7 separate regions of the Mus musculus genome follow, and all the other regions are linked to region 1. The links are chromatin contacts, called in public Hi-C, HiCAR-type and HiChIP or PLAC-seq maps. All regions are on one chromosome and are shown on one strand. The core of a region is the stretch at or near the end of the contact, and the rest is flanking DNA. Distances in the headings are between cores, read along the strand shown. Region 1 holds the start of Wdpcp (WD repeat containing planar cell polarity effector). Region 2 holds the start of Actr2 (ARP2 actin-related protein 2). Region 3 holds the start of Zrsr1 (zinc finger (CCCH type), RNA binding motif and serine/arginine rich 1). Region 4 holds the start of Xpo1 (exportin 1). Region 5 holds the start of Spred2 (sprouty-related EVH1 domain containing 2). Region 6 holds the start of B3gnt2 (UDP-GlcNAc:betaGal beta-1,3-N-acetylglucosaminyltransferase 2). Region 7 has its middle 39 kb from the start of Gm40816.

Region 1 (3,891 bases), core at 896-3,395:
TTTGTGAGGCCCATTCCTGGTCAGTCAGCATTTCAGAAGTCATACAATGCCATAGGAAACCCAATAGAAAAAAAAAGGGGGGGTTCCCTGAAGATAATCTAACTCTGAGGATAAGCTCTGCTCTGGGTGATGACTTTCTCCTACCAGGGAGAGGAAAGGGTTTACTTCAGCTTACACTTCCATGACACACTTTACCACTAATGGAACCCAAGGCAGAAACTGAAGCAAAGACCATAGAAAAATTCTGCTTACTGATTTGTTCAGCTACCATATATTTGAACTCCTGTCTTGATTCCTTCAATGATGAACAATGACATAATGTGGACACATGAGCCAAAAAGACCCTTTCCTCCCTAAGTTACTGCAATAATAACCCTAAAACAGCCAGCAATAGTGGTGGCACACGCCTTTAATCCCAGAACTCGGGAGATTCTCTCCCTCTCAGTGACTCAAGTTTGTGTTAAACTGATGAAAACTAACCAGCCCACCAAAACAGAGCACATCTTTCAACAATTACTCACCAGACCACCATGTTACCATTAGGAATTACAGAGTTTTGTTTCATGCTACAGTGGTTCCTGAAAGGCAGTAACTAAAACTGCTATCCTAAAGTCCCAGAGCAGATTAGAACAATCACTATCAAATCAGCTCCAGCCCTTCTCTCTTCACTTGAAAATCCTGTAATCTCTCCCTCAACCATCAAGTGAAACTGGAGGCAAGTCATGCTATCTCTAGAGTGTGATATTTGCACATATGGTTGTTCAGTAGGAAGTACTATAAAGTAACAGAACTAATGCCTATTAGAAAACCAAGAAGAAACAGAAACTACAGAGACATGCCCTGGAATTTGAGAGTCCCTGACACAGAGGTAACATTTAGAAATGCAACCCACAAATGAACTAAATGTGGACAGAGACACAGGAAGCATTCCATTATAAAAAGATCAGTGCTCAAGAACAAAATTAAGGCATCAAATGAATAAAGTGATTCTAGGAGTCATTCAAGTACCCTACAGTCTATTGAAACCTAAATGCTATTGGACCCAGAAGTGGCTAGTTTTATGTCAACCAGACACAAGCTACAGTCAGTCTTAAGTTAAGAGGAATTCTCAATTGAAAAGAAAAATGCTTCCACCATAAAGATCGGGCTGTAGACAAGCCCATAGGGCATTTTCTTAATTACAGATTGATGGGGAAGAGCCCAGTCCTTTATGGGTGCTGCCATCTCTGGGCTGGTGGTCCTGGGTTCTATAAAGAAGCAGACTTAGCAAGCCATGAGGAACAAACCAATAAGCAGCACTCCTCCATGGTCTCTGCAACAGCTCATGCCCTCCATATTCCTACTTATTCTGAGTTCCTCGAATGATGGGCCAAAATGTGGAAGAGTAGGCCAAATAAATCCTTTCCCCTAACCTGCTTTTGGTCATGGTGTTTCATCGCAGAAATAGAAGCCCTGACTAAGGCATCATATTTCTCTCTCCAAATACTAAATCTTCCAAAAACAAAACTGAAGCCATCCACCATCCATTTAATAGTGACAGAAAATTCTGACGTTAGACCAAGAGCATATTCATTGGTCTGTTCCAAGGCACATGTTTTCGAATATCCGTACAACAAACGGAGAATACAGATTTCCCTTAACAACTTTCATTTTAAATGAAAGCCTCTTGAGATGTTTTAGCTGCTAACATTTCGCCTGAAACAATCAGTGTCTCCCAACTTCCCCTGGAAGTAACAGGTTTCCAAAAAGAGAATGAGCAAAAAGTGTCAATATTCACAGTCGGCAAAGAAAATTAGATCGGTACACCACAAGTAAACACAAGGAAGGGGCTCACTCCACAAACAAAACTTTCTGACTTTACTTTGGAAAAGTTACACTGACTCAAACTGCAAGACACTCTTCGTCCCTCCTGAAAACTGTGGCATCCACACGCTCCTGACACTAACAGGGGACTCCGGAGGTCGCCCACAACCACCGGCTTCGGATTCAGGATACGCGCATCAGTGCCGCACCCTGTTCTGACCCCCAGATAAAAACCCTCGGGGCCGAGCTCACCAGCCTGGGACGTGAGAACACAGCTCCACAAGCTCTTGGTCTGGAGAGCGCTCAGGTGAGGCTGCCTCGTCGCCTAGCAACGGTGAAGCTGCCCGTTCTTCCGCAAGCGTCAATTCCTCCCGCCTCTGAGAGAGTTTTTAAAAGGTTTTGTTTCCGGGTCGAGCGGGCTTTAAGCAACGGAAGGTCTCTTAGCCGCCCTTGTTTAGTCTTGGGGGAGGATAGATTCTCGGTGGAGCGACGTGTGCTGTCGCTCAGGGGTCGTTTCTCCTCCCTCGAGTTAACGCCTCCTCTCCTGCCAATTGCTGAGCGCCATCAGGCAGGCGCCTCACTCAAAGCACCAACCCTCTGCTCACAGACGCGCTCCAATCACCGAGGCTCAGCCCCGGGACTACTTTGCAGCGAGGCGCGTAGGAAGAAGGGGTTTGGGGGAATTGTAGTTTAGCACTGTCAGGAATGCACGAAGGTGGGCGCCAGAGGTCGCCGGAAGAACTACACTTCCCAGAAAGGGCCGTGTCTCCAGCCGAACCTTTGCGGGCCAGCCCCGCGTTCTCTCCCAGAGTCTGTTCCGCTGTAGAGGTGACCTGACTGCTGGAGACTGCCTTTTGCAGGTGCAGAGATCGGCCTTGCAGTTTGCAATAATGGTGAGTGTGGGCTCCTGGAACCTGCAGCAGCTCCGGCCTCTCGGCCTCCTCCTGCGCTTGATGCGCTTTTAAAAAGCAGTAATGCCGGGAGCTGTCCTCCGCGCGGTTTGCAAAATCTGACTCATTCTCACGACTGTCGCAGTAACCCAGATACTGGAAAGGGGTTCGCAAGGACTCTAGAGAAATCACTGTCCTTGGAAAGTCGGGTCTCAGTCCTTGCGCAGGAGGGACAAAATTTTCTCCGAAGGACCTTAAAGGATTTGTTGTGGGGGATGAGAATTATGGGAGGGGAAGAATTAGGTCCTAACACTATTTTGCCTCTTAAGCTCTTGGAAAGAATAGGCCTCTGATGTTGATTTACCGGTAGTGCTCCAGGTTATGATCCCAGTTTTCAGGAGACATGTTTCCACCATATTTGATTTAAAAGAAAACAAATGTTACTGAAAACCTATTCTTGATCTCCGTTTGTAATGACAGGACTAGCATCGCTAGTCAAACAGTGCCGATATTCTTTACTACTCTGTCATAAATTCTGAAGGCCTCCTTGCAGATGTAACGTAACCATCTTGTTGAAGCTCTAGATCTATCTTGTCCTCAGCGGGCGGAGGGGGGTGACGTGAAAGAGAGCTCTGACGTAGGACTAATCTTCATGCTGTTTGAAGGTGACATTTGCCACCAGACTGGAAATTGCTAAGTACTTTGAAATTTACATTTTAAAAATACGTGTTGTCCTTTAATATCAAGATGGGAAATGTGAGATGAATTGAAAATTTTTGGATGAATTGGAAATTTCACAGAACCCAAGGAGACATGTTTTCAAACAAGGACAAAAACTCCCTCAATCTCTATAAGAAACCCTAAGGGAATAATTACTAATTTCCAGTCATTGTTGCCTAGTTATTTTGACACATAAGTAGTTATTTAAATTATGGCTTAAGCAGTCTCTGTCTTAATAATTTTAGTAATAAAGTGGCACTAGTTATCCAAGAACTTCAGACTTTAGGCTGTTAGGCCTATATGAAAACCTTTTTACAATCATCTTATCCAAAACCCCACTTTAAATACTAAAATTTAATTTGTTGAGACTCAGAATGCGAGTTGCTCAAGGTCATAAGGCTTGCACCTAGGGTCTCTTGTTCTTCCCATTTACCAGGATTGTATTATGTGTTTGGCAAATCACTTCATAATCCCCTTT
Region 2 (3,786 bases), core at 48-2,547, 1.5 Mb after region 1:
ACAGCCAGGGCTATACAGAGAAACCCTGTCTCGAAAAACAAAAAAAAACCAACCAAACAAACAAAAGCAAACAAACAAAAAAGAATAAGTTTCTGTTTCTTAGGTCTGATGTAAACTGCAAAACAAGTTTTCAGCCTAGCTAAACTTGGGATTCACATGACATATACTCTGACCCTTGACTCTTCCCTTTCACTGTATCTAACAATTCGCTCACATCTCGCCCATAAAACGGACCTCAAGCGACCGGCAGCGGTGAGACAGGTGGTTGGCCAGTCCTGGTGTACCCCAAAATTGCTCCAATTGGACAATCATGGATTTGGTCTTTTTAACTTAATATTCTTAGTTTTAACACAAGGATAGACAATGCGACCCTGTCTCAGAAAACAAAACTAAACTAAAATTAAAGGAAAGAGTTTTGTTCTTTGTTTTCGAGAAAGGGTTTCTTTGTTGTAGCCTTGGCTGTCTTAGAACTAGCTCTGTAAATAGACCAGGCTGGCCAGGAATTCACAGAAATCCAACTGCCTCTACTTGTGTGCTGGGATTGAAAGCAAGTTCACCACTATGCGCTAAGTGAAAGCATTATCTTTCTTTTTTGACAGGGTTTCACTTTATAGCTCTGGCTGACCTGAAACTTGCTATGTAGACCAGGCTGGCCTCCAACTTAGAAATCCGTCTGCTTCTGCCTCCCAAGTGCTGGGATTAAAGGCGAACGCCAACAGTGCCCGGGTGCATATTCAATTTCTTAAAGAGGTGCGTGTAACACTTGTCCCTGTTTCCAAGGGAGGTTACAGAGGACCTCAATTTTAAAGTCTGCATTTGGCAACATGGTGAGTTCCTGTTTGAGAAAATCAAAGAGGGAAGTGGTGAAGCAGAAAGAAACGAAAGCATCCCGCCAGGCTCCTAGGGCTGCATGCAACTGGAGGTGTGGAATAAACCGGAGGTTTGAAACTTGTAGGTGTATCCACCCAGGCCTAGGAGCAATGACACATCATGCCTCGGGACCTCCAGGTGGCTTTCGGTCTTCCTAGCCGGCTGCTCCACCCTTCTCCACTGCCGTCCCGCCACACACCCTCCGGCCTTCACCTGCCTGCCTCCTGTACAGCCGGCCCGGCCGCGCCCTAGGTCCCGAGACAACTTGGTCAGAGCCGCCGCCCCACCAGCCAAGCGCAGCCCCGGAAGCAGAACGAGGCGAGAGGGCGCGCCCGGGTCCGCGCCGGACAGCTCTCATTGGCCTTCTCGGCTGCCAGTCCCCGCTCTTCTTTTCTCTCTCTGCACCGCCCTCTTGGAACGGCTGCCGGGCGGGGACTTCCGGTTTGGGCGGAGCGGCGGGCCGAGGGCGGGGCCGTGTGGAGGAGGAAGCAGGCCAGGCCGGGCGGCGGCTCACCAGGACGAACCATGGACAGCCAGGGCAGGAAGGTGGTGGTGTGCGACAACGGCACTGGGGTAAGGCCCGGCGGGGCGGCCGCGTGTGTGTGCGGGGTGCGCGCGGGCCCCTCGGCTGCGCGGCTGGGCTTCGGGGGCGCGGGCAGGCGCGCGGGCGGGCGAGCTCTCGGGGGGCGCCGGCCGGCCCGGAGCCGGTGGCCCGGAGCTAGGCTACCCGCGCTGCACCCGAAGGCGGCGGAACCTGTCCCCGCGCGCTCGCAAGCATCCGCCGGCGTGCCGAGAGATGGGTCTAGACGGTGAGAGGCCCTGTCCCTCGGTGGCGAGGAGGTCTCCATTTCCGAGGCTCGCCTGTGTTCGTCCATACAAGACCTAGCGGCCTTCCTCTTCCTGTGTAGCGAAAGATGCCGAATGCGAGGCAGGAAACGGGTTCCGCAGAGAAAAGAGGAAGTGCTGTCAGGCCCCGGGCCGCGGCTGGAGTCTGCCCCGGGAGAGCGTGTGGGCTGTCCTTGTCGTCTGTGGTTTTGAGAGAGGGGGATGGTCAGCAGCTCCTGCTTCACCTCTTGCTTTGCATGCCGCCCTATTATAGACCTAGGACCTCTCAAGTAAATTCTAGTGGGAAGTTGGATCATTTCTGGTTCCTCCTCTGCTTCATTTTTTTTTTCTGTTAAGTACAGGATAGACACGTTAGTCTTGAAGATGCTAAAAATGTCAAAATAAGCCTAAAGTTCTGATTCAGAAAACTCGTTGCAACTGGTTTCTTTCTATCCCCAGTTAAAAGGGTGGAGCATCAAAGTTCCAGTTTTGAAGATGCAACTGTTTCTGACTCCTTTAGCGATTTGCAACATTTTGTGACTTTTCTCCTCTCTGCCACAGAGACGACACACAAATTAAAATAGATTTTACTTGAATTACACCTTTGAAGCCAGATTGTTGAAAGGGGAAGGAGCTGGTATTCACTGCCATTATAGTGCCCTTGGTTGAATTTGTTACAAACTTTGACAATTATTGTACTAGCTTCATTTAAGCTAAATCTGGGCTAGAATAGGATAGGTAACAATACAAAGGGACATCCATACCACTGCTGTGGTAACAGCCCTAAGATTCAGTAACTTAAAGGTTTTTAAGCAACCCCATTTATGTGCTCATTAGAGATATTTATATTTGCAGACTTCATGAAGGGATACATAAAATGCATCTCATTTTTTGAGATAAAGGATAAAGCAGTGAGGGAAATGGTACAATTTTATAAAGCTTCTAAATTATCAGGAAAAAGGTTTTTAAAGCAAAGCCTGTATTGTTACACTATATTTAAGCTAAATTATAAATGCTAAACTTTTCAGAAATTCTTATAAAAGTACTTATTAAAAAAAAAAAGTATCTTACTACCAAAGAGACGTCTCAGCAGTTAGGAGCACTGGTTGTTCTTGCTGAGAACCCAAGTTTGATGCCTAACATCTGTGTGGCAGCTCACAGCTATTCTGTAATTCTAGTTCAAGTGTATTCAGTGCTCTTTTCTGGCCTCTGTGGGTACTAGGCATACATGTGATACATATACAAACACTCAAGTAAACAGACATAACACTTAAAGTAACAGTGTCTTAAAAGTGTTTTAAAAAGGGCTGAAGTGATGGCATACATCTTTTATGCCAACACTTGGGAGGCAGAAACCGGCAAATCCCCATGGCTACATAGGGAGACTCCATCCATTTTTATTTTTTTTTTTTTAAATCTGTTTCTTAGGATAAAAAGATCAGCTACTATGGCATAAGTGAAAGGAGATGATTTTAAAAAAAGTTTTATGCCAGGTGTGGTGGCGCGCCCCTTTAATTCCAGCACTTGGGAGGCAGAGGCAGGCGGATTTCTGAGTTCGAGGCCAGCCTGATCTACAAAGTGAGTTCCAGGACAGCCAAGGATACACAGAGAAAAAAGTTTTATATCTATTTTTGTAATTATTTATAAACTTTATTCACTTTTTTTGTAGATATGTTTGACTGTGAATGAAATAGTCGGATCCTCATATACATCAGCTAGTTCTGATTTAAATCGTAACGCAGTTAGGAATATTGTGATGTCTTTTAAGAAAACTTGACGACTAATAGCTACTTAGATTTTGGGTTGTTTCTTAACTATTTATTCTTCTTTGTTCATCTTAGTTTTACTTAGGTACCTGAAGTTATAATGATGCCTTTACAATTAAATATTAGAGAAGACATTAAGACTTGATTTTTTAAAACAGTAATAGAAAAGGGGTTGGGGAGATGGCTCAGTGGATAAGCACCTGACTGAATCTCCAGGACCCACGTGGAGTGGAGCTGGCACTGTAACACCAGTGCTTCCACCACAAGGTGGGAGACAGAGAAAGGAGAACCCCAGGAAGTTTTTGGGCAAGCTAGAGCTGTATGC
Region 3 (3,964 bases), core at 8-2,507, 1.4 Mb before region 1:
GTTTCTCAGGAATCGCGGTCTGCCGTGATGCCATTTTACCGCAGAGCGGGGGGGGGGGGGGGGGGGGGGGGGGGGGGGGGGGGGGCTCTTCCCGGATCTCGCGATAATCTCTTTTTCTCACGCTGTGGATTGAAAATGTCGCCCGCTGCTAAGTTGTTCTGCTGTTTAATGTTCGTTACCTTCCTGGACAGCAACTTCAGGGTGGCACCATTCAGCCCAGTTGACTTTCCTTTCCACCAGCCTAGAAAGCTTGAACCAGCTGAGTCACCGGCGTGTTTGCGCAATGCAGCAACCAGTAGTTGAATGTGCGCATGCGCAGTCGAAGGCCAGTGTTTGCGTTGGAATGTGGGCTGTACCGCCTACCTGCGCAGTCACTCGGTTATCCGCAGTACGTAGGCCTGCCTGCGCAGTTATCCGGTTATCCGTGGTACTGCCAGCCTGCGCAATTACCCGGTTATCCAGTTACCCGTGATAAAGCCTATCCGTGCAGTTACCCGGTTGTCCGGTTATCCGTGGCACAGCCTGCCTGCGCAGTGACCCGATTATCCAGTTATCCCACGCAGTTACCCACTTATCCGTGGTAGGCCTGCGCAGTTACCCAGTTTTCGGAGGTACGGATGGTCTGCGCAGTTACCCGATTATCCAGTTATCCGCAGTACGGCCTGCCTGGGCAGTCACCCGGTTATCCGTTTATCCGCAGTACATAGGCCTGCCCATGCAGTTACCCGGCCGGGCCGGTATGGCCGGCTTGCGCAGTTATCCGTCTATCCAGTTATCCGTGGTATGGCCTGCCTGCGCAGTTACCCAATTATCTGTGGGGCGGCCGCAGTTACCAATTATCCGCGATTATCCGTGGTACAGCCAGCCTGCGCAGTTACCTGGCTATCCGCAGTACGGCCTGCCTGCGCAGTTACCCAGGTATCCGTGGTTATCTGTGGTACGGCCAGCCTATGCAGTTACTGGTTATGCATGGCACAGCTGGCCTGTGCAGTTACCCGGTTATCCGCTTTAAGGCCAGCCTCCGTGGCATGGCCGGCCTGCGCAGTTACCTGGTTATCCGTAGTATGATCAGCCTACGTAGTTACCCGGTTATCCATGGTACAGCTGGAACAGTGGTTATCTGCCTTACCGACCGGCCTGCGCAGTTGCGGGTGGTTATCTGCAGTACGGTCCGCCTGCGCAGTCATCCAGGTATCTGCAGTTATCCGCAGTATGTCTGATCTGCGCAGTTACCCTGTAATCTGCAGTTACGTCTTTACTCCGGGAAAGGCAGGCCTGCGCAGTACGATTTACTGCTTTTTTTGTCTCCGCCCCCTGCAGTGGGAGTGCTCCTGCAGTAAGAATGCTCAGCCCTGAGCCGGGGCAGGCTTGTCTCACTGCAGGGCACCCCTCCATGCCGGTGCTGGCAGCTCACCTTCCCGGGCTTGTTTATGTGGGTGCTGGGAATAGAAATTAAGTTCTTATATTTGTTTGTCAAGGGCTTTACCAGGTAAACCGTTTTTCTGGCTTCAGCTCCTCACTCTTGTGGAAAGTAAGGGGTTTTGGTTTTGTTGTTGTTTTGTTTTTTAAATATTGAATGTGGGCCTGGTGTGGTGTCGCACGCCTTTAATCCCAGCACTCGGGAGGCAAAGGCAGGCGGATTTCTGAGTTCGAGGCCAGCCTGGTCTACAGTGTGAGTTCCAGGACAGCCAGGGCTACACAGAGAAACCCTGTCTCGAAAAACCAAGGGAATAAAAAATTGAATGTGTTTTGTTTTTTGCAAACACATTCCTTTCATTTGTTCTGTAATGTAGTTTTGTGGGGTATTCACCAGAGAAGACTGCTCAGACAAGTGTTTAAGCCAAGAAAAAAATCTTTTATTTTTGTTTGTTTGTTTGTTTGTTTTTTCAGAGACAAGGGTTTTACTGTGTAGCTGTGGCTGTCCTGGAACTTGCTCTGTAGACTAGACTGGCCTTGCATCATGCTATGTTTAGGTATGATCCCCATAGGCTCTTATGCTTGCACAAGCCTATAGGGGCCAGGGAGTAGAATGTGATGGTTTGTATAGGGAGTGGCACTGTTAGAAGCTGTGGCCTTGCTGGAGTAAGTGTGTCATTGGCTTTAAGACCCACATCCTAGATGCCTGGAAGCTAGTCTTCTAGCAGCTTTCAGATGAAGATGTCAGACTCTCAGCTCTTCCTGCACCATGCCTGTGTGCTACCGTGTTCCTGCCTTGATGGTAATGGACTGAACCTCTGAATCTGTAAGCCAGCCCTAGTTAAATGTTGTCCTTTATAAGACTTGCCTTGGTCATGGTGTCTATTCACAGCAGTAAAACCCTAACTAAGAAGAAAGCTCTGCCTGCCTCTGTGTCACAAGAAAGAAGGTAGATACCTGTGTATAGCAAAAGTTATATTTTATGCTGAGGGTCATCATACAAGGTTCACACTTTAAATTTCTAAATATGGTCCTAAGTCTTTATCCCCAAGGTGCTCACCTGTGTGATGTATCTTAGCTGGAGGTCAGGTCCAGTCTTACAGAAGTCTCTGATTTGAGGGTCAGGATCCTGGGGAGACTGTCCAGCCACAGGGTTCATCTAGGAGGTATCACTCCAGATATGCAGAGCAGTCCGCATCATGGGGTTTATACCTGTATCAGGTTCTCTTGAGTGTGTGAAGTTGCTGGGTTCTGGGTATCAGACACAGTGTTGGCTGTAGTGGAGGTCCTGACTAAGCTATTTTTACATGTGTAAAGACTTTTAAAAAAATACTATACTGATTACACTGCTTCCTGAGTGCCGGGATTAAAGGGCTACAATGCTGTCACTCAGCTAGAAAATCTTTATTAGGCTGCTGGTACTACACTGTGTGTTTGGGACTGCAGTGCAACACTGAGCCTTTCTCAGGGTGACCTTTTAAGCACCAAAACCATATCCTAGGTTGACATATTTCAGTTAACAAGAACATCTAGCCAGAAGCAGAACTAGTCAGAAGCAAGGTCAGTTCATTTAGAATCTTTCCCATAGCTTATGGGCTTTAACTGATTAAATCTTTGTTTTAATTTTTGGCAGGTGGTGCTGTCTGTGTGCTGAGTTTTATGGCCTGAATGGCACTTCCATCATGGAGTCAGTTGTGTTAAGGTCTGGGTCCCTCTTATAGAGAAAGATTTTACTCTTACAATATGGTTTGGATAATGTAATTAAACATTAGTAAAAATAGATTTAAAGAGTACCCCCCCACACACAAGAAAATTAAACAAATCCAGGCAGTGGTGGTGAACACCTTTAATCCCAGCACTCAGGAGGCAGAGGTAGGCAGATCTCTGAGTTTGAGGCCAGTATGGTCTGTAAAAGTGTCCGAACAGCCAGGCTATACAGAGAAACTGTGTCTCTAAAAACAAACAAACAAACAAACAAAAAAAAACCTGTGAGTTAATTACTTGGGATACAGTCTCAGTCTTTAATATAGATTGGCCTGGGACTCCACGGGTAGCCCAGGTAGGATGTGAACTTGCAGCAACTATCTTGCACGAGTCTCTTGGCATGACACAGTCCTGAGGTAAAATATGGGCGTACGTTTAGGTTTTAGCTGTAATTTTATTTTTCTACTGTAGGCGGCAGTAGAATATTGGTTTGCTAATAGCTGCAGGACTGCATAAAGATGTCTAAATGTTTCCTTATTCTGGAATGTTCGAGGCAGAAAATACTTTTGCTGGCTATTCAACAGTAATAATTTTGTGTATAAAAACATCTAAACATTTGGCTTGGCATTTTGAAATTAAAATTATTTTTAATAAAAAATTTGTTTCAATGGGTCTGGCGAGATGTCTTAGTGGTTAGGAGCTCTTTTTGCAGGCTGGCAGTGGCGGCACAAGCTTTACAAATGCATGGATGACAAGTACATGTCACATACAGATGGATAAATTAATATAGTAGAATTTTTAATTATAAAATTAAAAAGAGTGGGAGCCAGACGGTGGTGGTGCA
Region 4 (3,799 bases), core at 208-2,707, 1.7 Mb before region 1:
AGTTCACCGCCCTATTCTCTATGCAGCATGTCCTCTGAGTGATCCGAGGTCCCGCCTCGGCGAGTATTCAGTGCATCCTCTACCACCACTTCCTCTCCTACACCGCAAACTCAAGAAACCAGAAGGAGGAGCAGGGAGGGCATCATTCACTGTCCACGGCCAGCAGTACACGGTTTCACCAAGACATATATGCCCCGGGCGAAAACAACCTACAACACGGAACCCCAACTGCAGGCCCCCGAAAAAAAGAAATTAACTCCTCTTTCCTACTTCTTGTTATACACACACTCACAAAACCAACAACAACAAAAATCACCCACAAGGCTTTCGAGTTTCTTCACATAAGAAGGGACTCGGTAGCCCCTCCCTCCCCCATCCCAAGCTCTCCACCGAGGGGGCCACGTGATGCAGGCGGACGTTTCAATGCTGCTGCACTAAATATTTCTGGAAACTTCCACTCCTAATAATTTACAGAGACGTTCCCGAAATCACCCCCGACTCTCCCCAGCCCTTTGGACTGGGGAAGCCCTTCCACCCACGCGCAGGGGCTCAGCCTCACTACCACGCTCCTCGCCTTCCTCCACCGCCACCCGCACACGAAGATGACCCAGCAAGCGCTCCCCTCCCGCGGCCGCCTCCCCACCTCCATCACCGAGCGACAGAAGCGCTTCCATTCAATCTCAGGCTCCGCCGAGGGCCCCGCGCCCGCCGCCCGCCTCGCCTCATGCCCGCCGCGCCGCCGCCGCCCGACCCTCGGCCCCGAGCACACGACCGACTTACCCAGAAATTCAACCAACTGCTTCTTCCTTCCTTGTCCGGGCTTGGGGCGAGGGAAGGTGGGGAGGAGGGAGAGGGGAGGAAATCAAGGTGGGTTTCACAGTTTTCCCACCTTAAACAAAAAAGAAATTAAAAAGCAGAGAAGGGCAAAAAAAAAAAAAAAAGCTCAGTATTTACTATTCTAGGGACAACTCCACCCAACACACACTCACGCACACACACGCGCGCACGCACACACACGCGCCCCACCAAAAAGGGGAATTAATCCGAGAAATAAATGCTCCCGCCCGGCTGGGGAGGGAAGGAAGGGGGAGGGGAGCGGGCCAGTCCGTGAGACAGAGCCCAGGACCCTCCAGCCACAGGCGGCGGCGGGAGCAGCAGCGCGAGTCCGTACGGCCGGGGCCGCTCTGCCGCCAGTTGCAGTCCGGCTCCCCCTACCACACAGGGCTCCCTCGCTCACGCCGCTCCGGCGCCGGGCCCCCCCACCCGAGCTAGCCTAAACTTTCCCCCCTTCGCGTGCTCCTCAGCGACTGGTGCCTCCCCCCTCCCCCTCGGGATGGTTGCACGACTGCTGCAGCAAAGGCTGGAACAGGCACGGCCGCCGGGGCTGTAGCTACTGTTGCTCTTGCTGATGCTGAAGCTCCCGCTGCTCCTGCCGCGGCCGCTGCAGCCGCTTCTCCCCCTCCTCCTAGTGCCTCAAACTCGGAACCGGTTGAAACCGGTTCAGACTGGGAGATTCCATCTCGGTTGAGTTTTCAGCCCATGGCGCCGCGGAGCGTTTGGAACCTGGGCCTCCGCCCCCAGGCCGCGCGCCCATTGGTCGGCCCCGGCCACAGCCGCGCCATCAGCCTACCTCTTATTGGTCGGAGCGCCCGTCAATCCCACCTCAAGGCTCCACACGAGCCTGCCGCTTAGGCCCCCGCCTCTTTCCAGCAGTGATTTGCCCGCAGAGTGGGGGAGGGGAGGCGGGGCGGGACGCAAAGGAGTGAGGGGGGGGTGGAGGAAGAGAAGGTGGGACGTCGAACAGAGCCCAGCAAAGAGGAGAGCGGAGAAGCCTCACAGAGGATTGGCTTGAGTGAGCTGTCAGTCAAGTGCAGCCCGCCTTCTACATCCCTTTCCCCTCGAGTGGCTCCCCCTCTCGGTCCCTCGCTTGTAAGCCCGGCCTTTCCGGCTCGCCCATTGGCTGGGCGCCTTTGGTGACGGAGAGGGTGGGGTTCGCCCGTGAGCAGAAGGCAGCGCGGGTTTGAGCGCCGCGCGCGTTGCTCGTCTTTCTGCTTTCCCCCCCTCCCCGTTCCCTGGCGGCCCGCCCCCTCGAGCTCCCGCCAACCTCAGGGGCCTCGTCCTGGGGCCCCAGCATCCGCCCTTAGGATGGGGTCTGTGCTCGGAAAAGGGAGGGCACACCCTGTTTCTACATGGAAATAGACGGCCGCGAAGGACCGAAAAGAACACATAGGTGCCGGATGGTAGGCCCTGGGCCTTGGATCCGTTGTAGAGGCCTGGGTTTGGGCACCGCATGGGAACGTGAATAGCACGGGCCGAGGTTGGCATAAACGGGCGTGCAGTTTGGGCGCCTGGAAACGGTTGTCTAGTTAGTTATTGGACGAGCCTCCTTAAAAATTTAACTCTCTACCGGGCAGAGGTGGCGCATGCCCTTAATCCCAGCACTTGGAAGGCAGAGACAGGGATTTCTGAGTTCGAGGCCAGCCTGGTCTACAGAGTGAGCTCGAGGACAGCCAGGGCTACACAGAGAAACCCTGTCTCGAAAAAAAACAACAACAAAAAATTAACTCTCCCCAGACTGCTTCAACAAGAAGTTATTTCTAAAAATTAGTCCTAACACATTGAAAATCCTGTTGCTAACTTAACAATGCGTATAGACAGATTTTGTGCCAACTTCTTTTAACTTGGTGCGTGCCCTTATTATGCCACGCCCCTAGGTTAACCCATGGCTCCCAAGTGCCAGGTCAGTTTTGCTGATTAGGGTTGCTTAAAACAACCAGCAGTTGGGTGGTGGTGACAGAGGCAGAGGCAGGCAGATCTCTTGAATTCAAACAAGCCTGGACTACAGAGCAAGCTCCAGGACAGCCAGAACTACAAAGAGAACCCTATCTGGGGGAAAAACAGCCAGCAGTCCACCAAAATCGACTGGTCTGTTGTGCCACAACATTTATTAAGTCAACACAGTTGACCTGGCATATTGCACAGGCCTGAACTCCCAGCACTTGGGAAGAAGTGACAGGAAGAATAGGAATGCAAGGCCATCCTCAGCTACAGAATAAATTCAGTGTCAGCTGGAGGCAGAAGATGCTATCCCTATACACAAAAACAAATATTCGGAACACAGATCTGACACTGCTTATACATTTTCATTACCTTCAACAGTTAAAAACAATCCTACCCCCAAGGATAGAGATATGGAAATGTAAATAAACTAAGTCGAATACCTGAATTCAATGGGTATGGAAGACCTTATGTGCAATGTTCTATTTAATTCTTTATAATCTCGTGAGGAATTTATTTTGTTTGTTTGTTTGGGTCAGGGGCTGCTTGGCACAGCTCCAGTGAGGAAATGAGAGCACCTTGTTGAGTTAATCCATCGGTTCCTTTTTCTTTTTTTGAGACAGTGACTTGGTGTATAGCCCTTGTTGGCTTAGAACTGGCAGAGACCATCCTGCCTCCGCCTCCCTAGTGCCACTGTATCCTGTGACTAAATAAATTGCAGGCTGACCTTAAATTCAAATTTTCCTCTGTTTGTCTCTAGTGCTGACTGGAATTACAGGTATATGGATGCCTTTCTGAAAAATAGCCTTTGTGGCTTGGCACAGTGGGACACACCCTTAGTAGAAAGACTGGGGAGGCAGAGGCAGGCAGATCTCTGTGAGTCAAAGGCCAGCCTGGTCTACATAGAGAGTTCCAAGCCAAACAGACCCTGTCTTAAAAACAAACAAACAAATCGTATTTTTCCAAGTGTGGTGGTTCATGCCTTTAGCTATGGCTTGCTGTGGTGGTTTGAATAGGTATG
Region 5 (3,905 bases), core at 1,151-3,650, 1.6 Mb after region 1:
CACTGCCCCCAAGGCTACTCCTAAGTGCAAGTACAGACAAGGACCCAGAAAAAGAACTGTTTATTGGCCAAGTTTCAAAAGGGGAGGGCCTAGCAGATAATCCTTCCCTCTATATTTCAGCATTAAAACTCTCAACTTTCTTCCCCTATTTTATGATTTCAATGACAGGTATAGTAAGGCAAAATAAGATGTCTAAAACAGCCCAAAGCATGCTGTGAGACTTGCACAGCAGGTGGGAACCTCTCCAGGGACAGGTGTCTTGACAGATTAGGGTTACTGCTGTCAAAGTTCCCTGGGGACACACCGAAGGAAATTCCCTTTGCAGAACATCAGCTTCCTTCCACTCAGTCTGACAATGAATGCCACAGGATAAAAGGCCATTTAAAAACAATCGAGGGCTGGGCCGCAGCTCAGTAATGGAGCTCTTGCTTGTCTGGCTGTGGCAGGCCCTGGGTGCGAACTCCAGACCGAAGACAAAGGAAAAGAAGGGAGATTTCTTAGAGTGGTACACAGGATTTTGCCACCTGCTACAAGAGCTCTTTAAGCCGCCCAGTGGCCCAGTCCTGAGTCACTTCCCCTCTCTGCACTCTAGAGTGTCAATGCTCACGGGGGAAGGGGGTGGGGTGGACACACAAAAGCAAAAGACCCAGGGTTTGGGAGCTAGTCTCCAGCCACTCCCGCTCCACCTCTCCAGGTCCCCCTCCCCTCAGCGTCCCCGAGACTGCGGACCCATTCTGGAGTCCAAGCAGGCGCCGCTGCTACCTTGGCTAATGGCAGCACTGAATGAAAGGAGCCGAGGCAGGCTCAGGATTTATGAATGTGCAAGGGAGGAGGGATATCATGTGACAATAAAGGAGAACGTCTTATTCACAAAAAAAAAAAAAAAAAAAAAAAAAAAAGTGGTGAGCGAATACAGCCACTGAACAGCAGTCTCAGAGCCGGGCACGGCTAGGACCCCTGGCTAAGTACCCGCTGGGGCCCACGGGCAGCCCCGCCCCCAGCTCCCCGAGAGGGAAACGCCTCGAACACTACTAGAGCGGAGATCCAAACCTAAGTGCGACTTAGGCGGGAAGCAGCTGCCACTTGGCCCAGAGACGGTGACAAGCCCGGGTCTCCCCGAGGGGCGAGCACAAGCACCTCTGACTAAGCACCGAGAGCTTTGTTCCCCTCGGGCCTGCGGGCCGGGCACACGCACGGGCACGCGCTCTCCCTCACATACATGCCAGGAGCGCGCTTCCCCGCACGCTCTCCCGCCCTCGCTGCACACGCTTCGGATCCGCCCCCAGTGCTGCCCCGACACCGCGGGGCGCGTGTGCCGGCCCACACGCGCGTGCACACACTCACGCGCGCCGGGACTCGGCAGGCTGCTCCCGCGCTCTGGCCGCTGCGAGGACCCGGGCGCACTGACCCTGTGCCGAGCCCGACTGGCCCTCCCCCAACTCCTCCGTGTTTTTATGAATGAAAATGTGGTATGCAAATGAGAGCGATTCAAGAAAACGAAATGGCGGAGCCCGGGCCCCAGAGGGCTCCGGAGAGGGCTATGGGAGGGCAGCAGTGCCAGGAGTCACAAAGTCACCATGCACACAGACCCATCGACCCCGGGATGCCCCGCGTGGAGGGCGTCAGAGCTTCCGCTCCCGCAGCCCGAGGACCGCCCCGAGGTCATTTGCGCGCCCTTGGCCCGGGCTGCGACCTGGACTTGCAGACCCCAGGCGGTTTCTGCCGTCTCCCCCAGCCAAGTCAAGAGCCTCGCGCATAGCCCCGACAGCTCAGCCAGCGGCTGCACCCCAGGCCAAGTTCCTCCGACGAGTCCCCTCCTGCGTCCTTGGCGGCGGCCCCCACACCACCCCTCCGGGCACCCGCGTCCCACCCGCGGCTAACTTACTCGTCCGGGTGTGTTTCTTCGGTCATTTTCTTGTTCACCTAGACGCCTGTCCCGCGGCATGCAGCCTGGCTCCCTTCATCTTCCTGTGCGCTCGCCCCCCTTCTTCACATCTCCGACATCTCCTGATTTGGTGGTGGAGGGGGGGAGCTAGAGATGAAGGGGGCGCCGAGGCAGGCGGGGAAATGGAGAGCCCCGAGATCAGGGCGAGGTCTGGGAAGGGGCACACCAGGCAGCGGACGCCGTGGGCCGGCCGGGCACGGCCCCGGGGCTCTGAGGGGGTGCAGAGGCGAGATTTGGGAAGGGGACCCGGAGGGGGAGAGCAGCAGAAAAACAAGCACGCTCCGGGCGGCGGGCGGGCAGTCGGCTGCGCTGGGGCCGGGCCGGGGTCGCCCCCGGGGACCGGGCCAATCAGGGTTCCGGGTAGTGCTCGGCGGCCGGGGGAGATGCGCCTGGGAGGCGGTGCAGGGCGCCCCGTCCGAGCCCCATCTCGCCACTCCACCGATTTACTCCATATTGGATTCTCAGCGCCGCCAACAGGAGGAGGAAGTAGGGCGGAAGCGATGACGTCTTCCCAGCGGCCAGAGGTGGTGGAGTGCAAAAAGCTTCCTACTTGCGACCAAAATAAAAGAGAGAGAGGAGAGAGAGAGGAAAAAAACACACTCACAAAACACTTTGTCCCGCCTACTGAGCGTGCCCCTCTTCTACTCCCCCTCCCGCTAGCTTCCAGTCAGGGAGGAGCCTCGGAACAGCATGGTTGGCACTGCGTTTGTCAGGATCCGAATCCTTGTCTCCGGTGCTCCGGGTTTTAGGAAGCCCAAGAGGGAGGAGGCGGGAGCCGAAGACAAGAGCACATCTGGCTCCCGTTTTGTCCCTCCCTCCTTCCAAACCTTCGGATTAAAAATCAAGGGGGGAGGTGGCGGAGGGCGGAGATGGGGAGGAGTTTAGATGTTGCCAGAGAGTTTGGGTTTGGAGAAACACTGCGGGGTGGGGGTTGGGGGCAGTGCAGGTGGCCTCCGCTGGCCTCCACACGATGGGATTACTGTCATGCAACACCATGCCCACCTAGAGCGGGCATATTTTTAAAAATATGTACGCAGAAAACAAAAGGCAAACAGCCATAAAACTTTGGCATTGCAGGCAGAGATGAAGTTTAAAGGTAACACCAAAGTAAATTATCCAGTCTGTGAATAACGTTTCTTGTCTCCAGCTCTTAGAAGTCTACTCTTAGTTTACTGGGTCACAGATTACTACCTTTGATGGGGTTTGGCCAAAGAGAGACCCAGGAACTCATTACTCCACCCCCGACCCGTCTTCCCTTCCCTTCCCTTCCCTTCCCTTCCCTTCCCTTCCCTTCCCTTCCCTTCCCTTCCCTTCCCTTCCCTTCCCTTCCCTTTCCTTCCCTTCCCTTCCTTTTTCTCTCTTTCTTTCTTTCTCTCTCTCTCTCTCTCTCTCTCTCTCTCTCCCTCTCTCTCTCCCTCCCTCCCTCCCTCCCTCCCTCCCCCCCCCTCTCTCTCTCTTTCTTTCCTTCCTTCTTTCTTTTTGAATGTGCGGGGGCAGAAGGAGGATGCATCCATGCATGTCAGCACCATTTGTGGGCAGAGAGGAGAGGCTGTTGGATCTCCTGGAACTGGTTGCTAGCCTCTGTGTAGGTCCTAGGAATTAAACCACAGTCTTATGGAAGATCTTAACTGCGAGCCATCTCTTCATACCTCTCTTTAAATTATTTTTCCTACCATGGCCTAGGACCTGCCTGAGGTTTTCTGAGAGGACCTATGCACCATCTAGACAACGAGCAGGATTGCACCCAGGGCTCAACTTGTGGATTTGCCTGGAATCTGAATTTGCGATATTAAAATCCATTTCAATTTTTGAAGGGGGCACCATGTTTTCACTTGACATGGATGACACCAATTACAGAGTCACTGGGTATTTCCTGAGGTCTTGCCATGGAATAAGGGACAGGGATTATGTCCTCAAGACTAATAGACATTTCTGTTCTCCTGAATATGCCATTAGAGAC
Region 6 (3,932 bases), core at 1,229-3,728, 1.3 Mb before region 1:
CAGCTGGGGTGTGTGTGGTTTTTTTTATTTTTATTTATTTATTTATTTTTGTTTGTTTGTTTTTTGTCAACTTGACACAAACTAGACTTATCTGGGAAGAGGAAACTCAACTGAGAAACGCCTTCATCAGATTGTCCACAGGTCTGTAGGTTTGTTTGTTCATTTGTTTGTTTTTTACATGTGGTGTGAGAGGGCCCAGCACACCCCAAGTAGAATAAGAAAGCAGGCTAAGCCAGTAAGCTGGGTTCCTCCATTGTCTCTGTGTCAGCTCTTTCCTCAGTTTCCCTTTATGAACTGTCGGCCAAACCAACCCTCTCTTCTTCAGCTGCTTTTGGTCATGGTGTTTTACCACAGCAATAGAAAAACTAAGCACTTTTCCTGGACTCCTCAAAATGGTCCTACCTTCTTACAGTTCTTTTGGTCTATATCTTAATTGTAATGAAATAGTTTTAATTTATTTAATTATTAAGCACTTCTTTGGTCGTCTGCGCCTGGGTTGGACAGCACATTTGTTGAATGTATTATCTCTGCCTTTCGATGATGAATCCCTCATAACCTAAGAGTAAGCAGGACAGCTAAGTGGGTGTGGAATCCAACACTTGAGTTATTTCCCCAAAGTCACACTGGAAGCTGGATGGAACATTTCCAGCTGCACTCAATGGCACCAAGGAGAAAACGCCTTTAAAAAAAAAAAAGACAAAAACAAAACTACATGGCCTGGGCAGCTTTTGGCAGCTCTGAAAGACTCAAGCTTTCTTTCCCTGTTGCTTGCCAGCTGACTTTACTCAAAACTTCTTGCCTAGCAATCCTTGAAAGCATGTCTGTGGCTTCGGAGAGCCATTTAAGGGGGAAATACAATAACAAAATGCCCACCAAGAATCCAGCTTTGTCTCGTCACAACGTTTAAATATCAATACGGCAGTCTGCAGTTAATCAAGTACACAGACCTAACTTCTAATTTGCTTCTTTTATTGGCTTTCTGAATTATAAATATAATCGTGGGAAAAAATTCCTCAGAGTCAAGAAAAGCATACAATTTCTCTTCCTTTCTTGTTCAGAGTGACAGTGGTTAACAGTTTATGTGAACATATAAAAATCCAAGTTGTTGTTGTTGTTTGGGAACGTAGTGACAAACATAAGAACAGATCGGTCTGCAGATTGTCAATCTTAACATTTCCAGAACCACTGACTCAGAATTCCTTCTTGTGGATGACCGTACACACGTGGCTCTGCGCTCAACCCAAACAACTCGCACTTACTTCTTTCTGCGGCTGTAAGTAAGACTTCGTGGTCTTGGTCGAGCTGGCTGAAATTCAATCTCCAGCGCTCGAAAGTCAATGGCATCCCTTTGACTAACTCCATCTGACAGCCTTCTGAAAAAAAAAAAAAAAAAAAAAAAAAGCAAACAGGTGTAGAGTGTTAACTTCTCAGTGTGATTATCTCCAGAGGGTCGACCGAAGGCCTTAGCAATAAGAATGGAGGGGAGAGGAAGCAGCTTCCAAGCGCGTCCCAGGTTGTGGGGACCAGGCTCTAGGTTCGGTGTTGAGGGCGTGCCGACTCGGCCGGCCCACCCAGCTCTACAAACTAGAGCAACTTCTCCATCCGGTCTCCCCGGCTTTTTCCTGGGCCTCACCTTGGCACGTAGCGCTCTGGGGAGCCTGGGGAGGCGCTGGGTTGGGGGTGGGGGACCGTTCCGGGTCCCGCGTGATCCATGCTTGGGTGTGGTTGGTGCTCAGTCCAGCGGCATCACGGGGGTTCAGCGTTCAGATGTCTTGCTAAGCCCAACTTCTGAAGTCGCCGAGCGAACTCCGCACCCAGCGCCTCCCGCATCTTGCATTCTTGACTTCCTGAGACCCGAGTGGAACCACGTGGAGACCTCATCGTGTCTTTGATGGCTTCATAACCTGAAGGTCCGAAGAGGCCAGATAGGCACCACCCTCAGGCCTTGGGCATCTATCTAGGTGGCTGCCGCTACTATGTACGCTGAGAGCAAAGGTCAGGTGCACTTGGGTTTCCCTCTTCTCACCTCCCCTCGTGGATCCCGCTCACAAGCCACTCGGAGCCGTCTAGACTTAGCTACATGCCAGTGCTGGCTGGCAAATTCTCACCAAGCGCCACGCCCTGGTAGCTGAAGAGTTTACACTAGACCCTGGATCTCAGCAGGGTTTGGGACTCAAGTCTCAGCTGTTTTTCTGGGGGAGGCTACTTCCTGGCGGAGCGGGGGAGACTGTAATCTTTGGACACCGCGCGCTCCAGTGAAGCCTTAGGTTTTCTCAGTGCTACGAGGGGCGGAGAGCTCGGGAAGGGCCCGGGGGCGCAGTCCCAGCGGGACCTGGGCGCCAACTGGCGGGAGGGTTCGAGTTCGGCCTTTCCCAAACTTGGGCCACGGGGCGGGAGCGCGGCCTTCCCGGCGGTGACGCGCGCGGTGGCGCGGCGTGTGATTGGAGAATCGGGCGGGGGCGGGACCGAAGGGACGCGGCAGGGGGCGGCGGTGCCAGGAGCCGGGGCCGAGAGTAAGGCTCAGCGGCCGCCGCGGCAACAAGTGCTGGAGCTGAGGCGAGCCGGAGCCGCCCAGACCCCGCCGGGCCGCCCGTCCGCGCATTGCGCATGGAGCGAGAGCGGCGGCGGTCGCGGGGCTGAGCCGCAAGAGCGGCTGGGACGTGGATGCGGCCGCGGTCTTCCGCCCCGCCCCGCCGAGCTGGAGGTGTCCCTAGACAAGGTAGGGCCGGGTGGGTGGGCACCGGCCCTGCATCCCCGCCCCGCCGCGCTAGTTCCGGCCGGTGTGGGCGCCCCGCGCTCTCGCCGCTCTTCTGTGGCTCCTGCGTTGTCTGCGCATACGTTCCATCGGGTTCCCCTCACCGCTCCCAGTCTCACTTTCCTGGCCTCCGCACATCATTTCCCTGGCCTCCTCACCTCCCGGATATCCTCACCGGTCTCCGTTCTCCTGTCCGGCTTCCTCACCTCCTGGTCCTTCTCCCCTCCTTTACAGCCTCCTCACCTTCTCCCCAGTCTCCCGGCCTCCACCTCCTTCCTGACCTTCTCACCTGCTCGACCTCCGCTCTTCCTGCACCCACAGGGAGAGGGCAGCGACACCCTGAGCCGCGCTGTACCCCGCGCACGAGGTGCGGGCCTGGGCGGCGGGGGAGCGTCGCGGGCGGTGTTCTGCCCCGCCCGCGCACTGCGCTGGTCTAGGGTGCCGCAGGGGCAGATCAGGTGTTTGTGAGCCGCTGGCTGCCGCTTTTCACCCCCATCCGCTGGCACTGTTATCTTCGGGTCCCCAAAGACTGGTTTCTGTGAAACTTCAGGAGAACCTTTCGCGTTGACCTCTAAAAAATATTCCACGCCGCCCGCGTTGAATGATTAACTAGACTCAGGACTGCCTGGGGAGCTGGCCCTGCGACTGGCAGGTGGGCGCACCTGAGGGGCTGGGACCCTTCTGGGGACGTAACACCTAGCACCTGCTCAAATGCACTCGCCTAGGGTCCTCTGAGCTCCCGGGTCTTGTGTGGGAAGGAAGCTCTGAAGACTCCTCTCTAGTGTCATAGTGCGTGCGAGGTCATCTTGAAAAGTAATGCACACTTGGGTAACCTGGGCTGGCCCCATGTTCGCTCCTGCCCCAAATACAGGGTGGCTGGCCTTCGCTCCCCTGCCCACTGTGGTCTCCCAACTTGACTGCTTCAAACGATTAAACCTGTTCTTCTGCCCCCTCCGCTCCCCGCCAAGCCGTAGCTTTTTCCAGGTTTCGAAGCCAATGGGTGAAAATGGGCTTCGTGTTATTACAGGTTCTTCCAGGGTACTTCTTTGTGCCTCGGAAAGTGATGGGATGGTTAATGAGAGGGCCACTGGACCTGAGTGGAGCTAGGAGGGCGGGACCGGGGCCCAGCCGTAGCGCACTTCTGTGGGGTTTGGACCGCGCACTTGATAGGGGACCG
Region 7 (3,900 bases), core at 415-2,914, 1.1 Mb before region 1:
TGCGTTATGATATGCTACAAGGCTGCATAAGGGTGAGGCAAGCAAACACCAGCTCTCCAGCAGGGGTGCAAGGTCATGGCCGACTGAGCATGGAACCTTCAGGAACCTTCCTAAATTTAAACTCTATTCCCCCGCCCCACCCCCCACTTCTGCAGTGCTTCTCTCTGTGAGCCCTGTCCATAGTGGGAAGGTTATTTTTGCCCCAGATAACCCCCAACAGACATGCAACTTTTGGTCTTTTGCCCAGGAATGTGGTTTCTGACACAGTCTTTGTAGAAGAGGAGGATACTGGACCCACCTTTTCAGCTCTGACTCTACATAACAGAGTACATTCATCTCAGGAGGCCAGAGAGATGCCTCTGGGAGACGGGAACCTTGTGCCCTAGCCTGCCGTGCCAGTAGAGTCTTCCCAGGACTAGAAGGATCCCGTGCTGAGCAGAAGGCTGGAACACCGTGCTGTCATGAGTGGAGCCCTCTGGCCTGGCACTTGTGGCCTCCCTTTCCTGCCTTCTTCACAGAATGTGAGAGGTCCTCAGAGATGTCTAGAAGCTTTAAGTCTTCCAAAGACACAGAATTGGATGATACAGAAAAGTTTAGCCATGCAATTCTTGAAACTGACCAAACCATGCAGATACAATCTGTTTTTTTTTTTTTTTTAATTCATTTGCTTGGTATGTAAAAGTCACATTGTGTGTCTATTTGGTTAAAGAGATGTAGAAAAGGTGCTTTTAAAATTTATTTTTTGAGTTGCTTAACATCTTTATTTTTTACAATGAACATGTTAGTTATATAATCAGAATTGCTATAATACATATATACATATCTAAGGATATATATACACATATATAGGTAAAATATATACACATATATACATATCTAAAGGAATATTAAATGAATAATAATGCAACAATTATATATTTGTCAATATCTTGACCAAAGTTAGGACACTTAACTCAGATACTGATGTCTTGTGGGATGCAGGTGCTTATATTTGGGAACCTGTGAGGAATGGGGTGAAGCCTGCTGCGCCCCCACATGGGGAAGCAGGAGAACTAACCTCATGTCCTGGGAAACTCTGGCAGTGCCCTCGGAGACAGGCCCTTGTAATTTTAGTCTTGTCCAGAAGGTTCCATTTTAGAGTCTGAGGTTTCTTTCTTTTAAACTGGGGTCATCCAATGAGCTTTGCTTAGTTTCTGTGGCATGAGGTCTTTGTGCTGTTGTGTATCCCTGACCCAGGTTGGGTAGGCAACACAGAAGGAACATCCTAGGATCTTGATGTCTCTGATTTGGGAGAGCTACAACTGAGCTGACATCCTCTCTCAGTGGACCATTGCTAGGTACCAAGTTCATGGTGCTGACTTTCCCACAGGGAGGCCGTAATTGGACAGAAGTCCTGGTGGAAAGGAGTCCTGATGTGTAGGAACCCTGGGCTCACTGTCTTCAGAAGACTTTCCCAAATCATACTCAAGTTACCTACTAACTGTAGTAGGGCCAGCCATCACTAGCAAAATTCATTTCTTTCCTTAGGGGCTGATTCACCCGCCATTCTTCACACTTTGATTCCTGTCTTGGTTGTCTGATGTGGTGCAGCAGTAGATTGGGCAACAACGTGTACCCATCATGCAGTGCTAGGGGCACAGTTCCTAAGAAGTGAGTCTGTGGTTAGGCAGTTATGAAGAGGGATATACAGAGGATCAGGCTGCCACAGCATAGGCAGAGCAGGGGTGGTGTGTGGGGGTCAGAGGCAAGTGGGAAACATTTGACTCAGACACAAGGAAACCAATTCTAGGTGACAAGAGGTAGATAAGTGGAGGGACAGTGAGCTCTGCTGAGACAGTCCTTACCTTTCATCCCTAAGGTAGCTGGAGAAGAAAGCACAGAATTGGACAGTTGCCAGACTCAGATCCTGGAGGCTCTTCCAGAACAGGGCATCTCAGTTGAGTACAATTCTGCCCTCTAGGGACATCCAGCAGAGTGTCATAAGGCTGTGTGGGGTCTGGGTGAGTCACTCTAAGGAAATAAAGTCTCAGCAATGCACAGGAAAGCCCTTGACCACAAAGGACGACCTGGCTCAGAGCATTGTCAGAGTTGAGGTTGAAAAACCCTCTTCTGAGACTTTCTTTTTTCCCTTTTCTAAAGCATGGGGGAATCATGAAGGGGCTTTACCCAGGAGAGTGTTGGGTTAGTGTTATATTTATAACCAAGTGTAGCTCCTCTGAGAAAGTTCTGTGGCTCAGCTGTGGTGTTTACAGTCATTTTCTTTCATGGTTCCAAAGCTGTGCTTCAGATGGGAGTTTCCAGCTATGATATTGCCACCCTAGTATTTACCCTTTGGCTGGCCTTATCGGGTCATCTCCCCAGGGCAGAGACCCGATTCAGAGCTAAGCAGCACAAGGGCTTTTTTTCTGAGCTACACAACAAAAGTCACCACACTAGGGCTTGGTAACTATTTCAGCATCTGAAATAGCAGGCAGAAAAATACCTTGGAGATGTCCATGATGCTAATCTCCCAGATCTGTGAATATGTCATGTTACACGCAAAGGAGGCTTTTGCAGATGTGATTAGTTATGGATTTTGAGATGTGAGAAGATTATACTGGATTACATGAGCAAACTCAGTGTCAACAAAAAGGTTCTTAGGAGAGGAAAGCAGGCTCACGCATGAGCAGAAGGGGGTGGGCACGCTGTAGGGTTGGGGTTGGGTCAGATTCAGATGATGGAAACAGGCCAGAGACAGATCGGAAAATGATATGTTGACAACTTTGAAGATGGAGGAACTGTCACTGTCACCCTGTGTTGACACCTGGCCATAGAAACTGGATTCTAAAAAGAGATGTTTGTGACCCTTCCTTCTACTTTCAAACTATTAAACCAGTTGACCACAAAGAATTAAAATTTCTCTACACTAGTAAAAGAGTTACAGCTCTTGGGTCAGGCAGGGGAAAGACTTGCCTCACATGAGGGGATTCCACACAATTCCTAGGCAAAGCTCACAGCTAACTTAGCATTAGTACATTTATAGATTTTATTTAGTCTTTTCTCTAAAATTATAACATGTACCAGAAAGGCAGGGAGAGACCAGGAGTCTGTCTACTGTTTGGACAAAGTGTAAATAAGTTCTTGTGATTATTATTTATTAATTTCCATTTTTTAAATTTATTCTGAAATGCAGAAAACTTTTGGGCTAGAGAAATGGCTCGTTGATAAAGAGTATTGGATGCTTTTTCTAGAGTACTGGGGTTCGATTCCCAGCACCTACACCATGACTCACAAACACCTAGAACTCTAGTTCCAGGGAACCTGACACCATCTTCAGGCCTCTGTGGGTACTAGGCATGCACATGGTACAAAGACATGCATGCAGACAAAACAATTAAACATAAAAAAATAGGTTAAGTAATTTTAAAAATTAAAATGCATAAATGTGTGCAATAGGTTTGTGAATCTAATTGCTCTGTCATAGGGCCCAAGTTATGAGATAATAAATCTATATAGTGCTAACCTCTGGCCAAGTTGTTATTCAGCAATGAGAACCTAACTTGAGAGGAAAACTGGAAACTAGAAGTTAATGTATGTTGTTTATTTTAAAACTTTTTAAAAATCATACTTAATAAATAAAAAAACAATAAGAATAATACATCCAGGAGTGGTATTACATGCCTGTAATACTAGCACATAAGGGAGGCAGGAGGATCATGAGTTCAAGCTCAGCCTGGCAGCATAGAGAGATCCTGGTTAAAAAACCAACGCAACAACAACAACAACAACAACAACAGAACAAAACCAAAACCAAAGAAGAATGAGCTGGGTATGGCGGCAACTTTAGTTCCAGCACTTGGGAGGCAGAGGCAGATGGATCTCCAGGTCCTATTAACAAGCTGCTGTGTTAATACAGAATTG

What was found. A called contact is a pair of places that touch in the nucleus more often than the background predicts. HiCAR-type assays count read pairs that join an accessible place to other places. HiChIP or PLAC-seq counts read pairs in DNA pulled down with a chosen protein or histone mark.
Region 2: a Hi-C map of regulatory T cells shows a contact between it and region 1, with 5 times the contacts expected there. The contact joins the promoter of Actr2 here to the promoter of Wdpcp in region 1. A contact is called at or near these places in 3 of 39 promoter capture datasets (the C10 cell line, hippocampal neurons and pre-B cells), 3 of 484 Hi-C or Micro-C datasets (CD4 T cells, centroblasts and regulatory T cells), 2 of 115 datasets of contacts at active chromatin or transcription factors (the 230-238 cell line and astrocytes) and 2 of 9 other capture datasets (adipose tissue and liver).
Region 3: a HiCAR-type map of astrocytes shows a contact between it and region 1, with 6 times the contacts expected there. The contact joins the promoter of Zrsr1 here to the promoter of Wdpcp in region 1. A contact is called at or near these places in 10 of 39 promoter capture datasets (the 3T3-L1 cell line, the C10 cell line, the HPC-7 cell line and 6 more), 4 of 484 Hi-C or Micro-C datasets (adipose-derived mesenchymal stem cells, cardiomyocytes, myocytes and 1 more), 6 of 115 datasets of contacts at active chromatin or transcription factors (astrocytes, bone marrow-derived macrophages, forebrain and 3 more) and 4 of 9 other capture datasets (adipose tissue, liver, macrophages and 1 more).
Region 4: a contact with region 1 is called in a HiCAR-type map of astrocytes, with 7 times the contacts expected there. The contact joins the promoter of Xpo1 here to the promoter of Wdpcp in region 1. A contact is called at or near these places in 3 of 39 promoter capture datasets (cranial neural crest, liver and pre-B cells), 4 of 484 Hi-C or Micro-C datasets (CD4 T cells, cerebral cortex, myocytes and 1 more) and 3 of 115 datasets of contacts at active chromatin or transcription factors (astrocytes, cardiomyocytes and microglia).
Region 5: a contact with region 1 is called in an H3K27ac HiChIP or PLAC-seq map of thymic regulatory T cells, with 8 times the contacts expected there. The contact joins the promoter of Spred2 here to the promoter of Wdpcp in region 1. A contact is called at or near these places in 2 of 39 promoter capture datasets (the C10 cell line and pre-B cells), 3 of 484 Hi-C or Micro-C datasets (CD4 T cells and CD8 T cells), 3 of 115 datasets of contacts at active chromatin or transcription factors (astrocytes, extraembryonic endoderm stem cells and thymic regulatory T cells) and 1 of 9 other capture datasets (adipose tissue).
Region 6: a contact with region 1 is called in a HiCAR-type map of astrocytes, with 6 times the contacts expected there. The contact joins the promoter of B3gnt2 here to the promoter of Wdpcp in region 1. A contact is called at or near these places in 8 of 39 promoter capture datasets (the C10 cell line, HPC-7-derived erythroid cells, embryonic stem cells and 3 more), 1 of 484 Hi-C or Micro-C datasets (muscle stem cells), 3 of 115 datasets of contacts at active chromatin or transcription factors (acute myeloid leukemia, astrocytes and bone marrow-derived dendritic cells) and 3 of 9 other capture datasets (adipose tissue, liver and macrophages).
Region 7: a contact with region 1 is called in a Hi-C map of B cells, with 7 read pairs. The contact joins the enhancer-like site here to the promoter of Wdpcp in region 1. A contact is called at or near these places in 1 of 484 Hi-C or Micro-C datasets (B cells) and 1 of 115 datasets of contacts at active chromatin or transcription factors (bone marrow-derived macrophages).

What each region holds. Positions count from the first base shown.
Region 1 is chr11:21,570,535-21,574,425 of GRCm38.p6, reverse strand. It overlaps Wdpcp (WD repeat containing planar cell polarity effector), which reads right to left and starts at 2,145. Exons shown (of 18, transcript NM_145425.3): 1 at 2,056-2,145. Mdh1 (malate dehydrogenase 1, NAD (soluble)) reads left to right here and starts at 2,492. Exons shown (of 9, transcript NM_008618.3): 1 at 2,492-2,696. The coding sequence starts at 2,694.
Region 2 is chr11:20,110,462-20,114,247 of GRCm38.p6, reverse strand. Actr2 (ARP2 actin-related protein 2) reads left to right here and starts at 1,297. Exons shown (of 9, transcript NM_146243.2): 1 at 1,297-1,443. The coding sequence starts at 1,396.
Region 3 is chr11:22,969,298-22,973,261 of GRCm38.p6, reverse strand. It overlaps Zrsr1 (zinc finger (CCCH type), RNA binding motif and serine/arginine rich 1), which reads right to left and starts at 1,257. Exons shown (of 1, transcript NM_011663.3): 1 at 1-1,257. The coding sequence starts at 34. The region is part of intron 1 of Commd1 (COMM domain containing 1); the gene reads left to right.
Region 4 is chr11:23,253,699-23,257,497 of GRCm38.p6, reverse strand. It overlaps Xpo1 (exportin 1), which reads right to left and starts at 1,457. Exons shown (of 26, transcript NM_001035226.1): 1 at 1,338-1,457; 2 at 781-854.
Region 5 is chr11:19,922,937-19,926,841 of GRCm38.p6, reverse strand. It overlaps Spred2 (sprouty-related EVH1 domain containing 2), which reads right to left and starts at 2,400. Exons shown (of 6, transcript NM_033523.4): 1 at 1,886-2,400. The coding sequence starts at 1,911.
Region 6 is chr11:22,858,281-22,862,212 of GRCm38.p6, reverse strand. It overlaps B3gnt2 (UDP-GlcNAc:betaGal beta-1,3-N-acetylglucosaminyltransferase 2), which reads left to right and starts at 2,478. Exons shown (of 2, transcript NM_016888.5): 1 at 2,478-2,719.
Region 7 is chr11:22,691,320-22,695,219 of GRCm38.p6, reverse strand. No RefSeq gene overlaps it. Among named protein-coding and RNA genes, the nearest start is that of Gm40816, 39 kb to the right of the region's middle. Within about 2 kb of position 1,664, at least 112 of the 459 cell types and tissues checked have an H3K27ac peak or open chromatin away from gene starts, as enhancers often do. A contact at or near this core is called in B cells and bone marrow-derived macrophages, where this site is marked.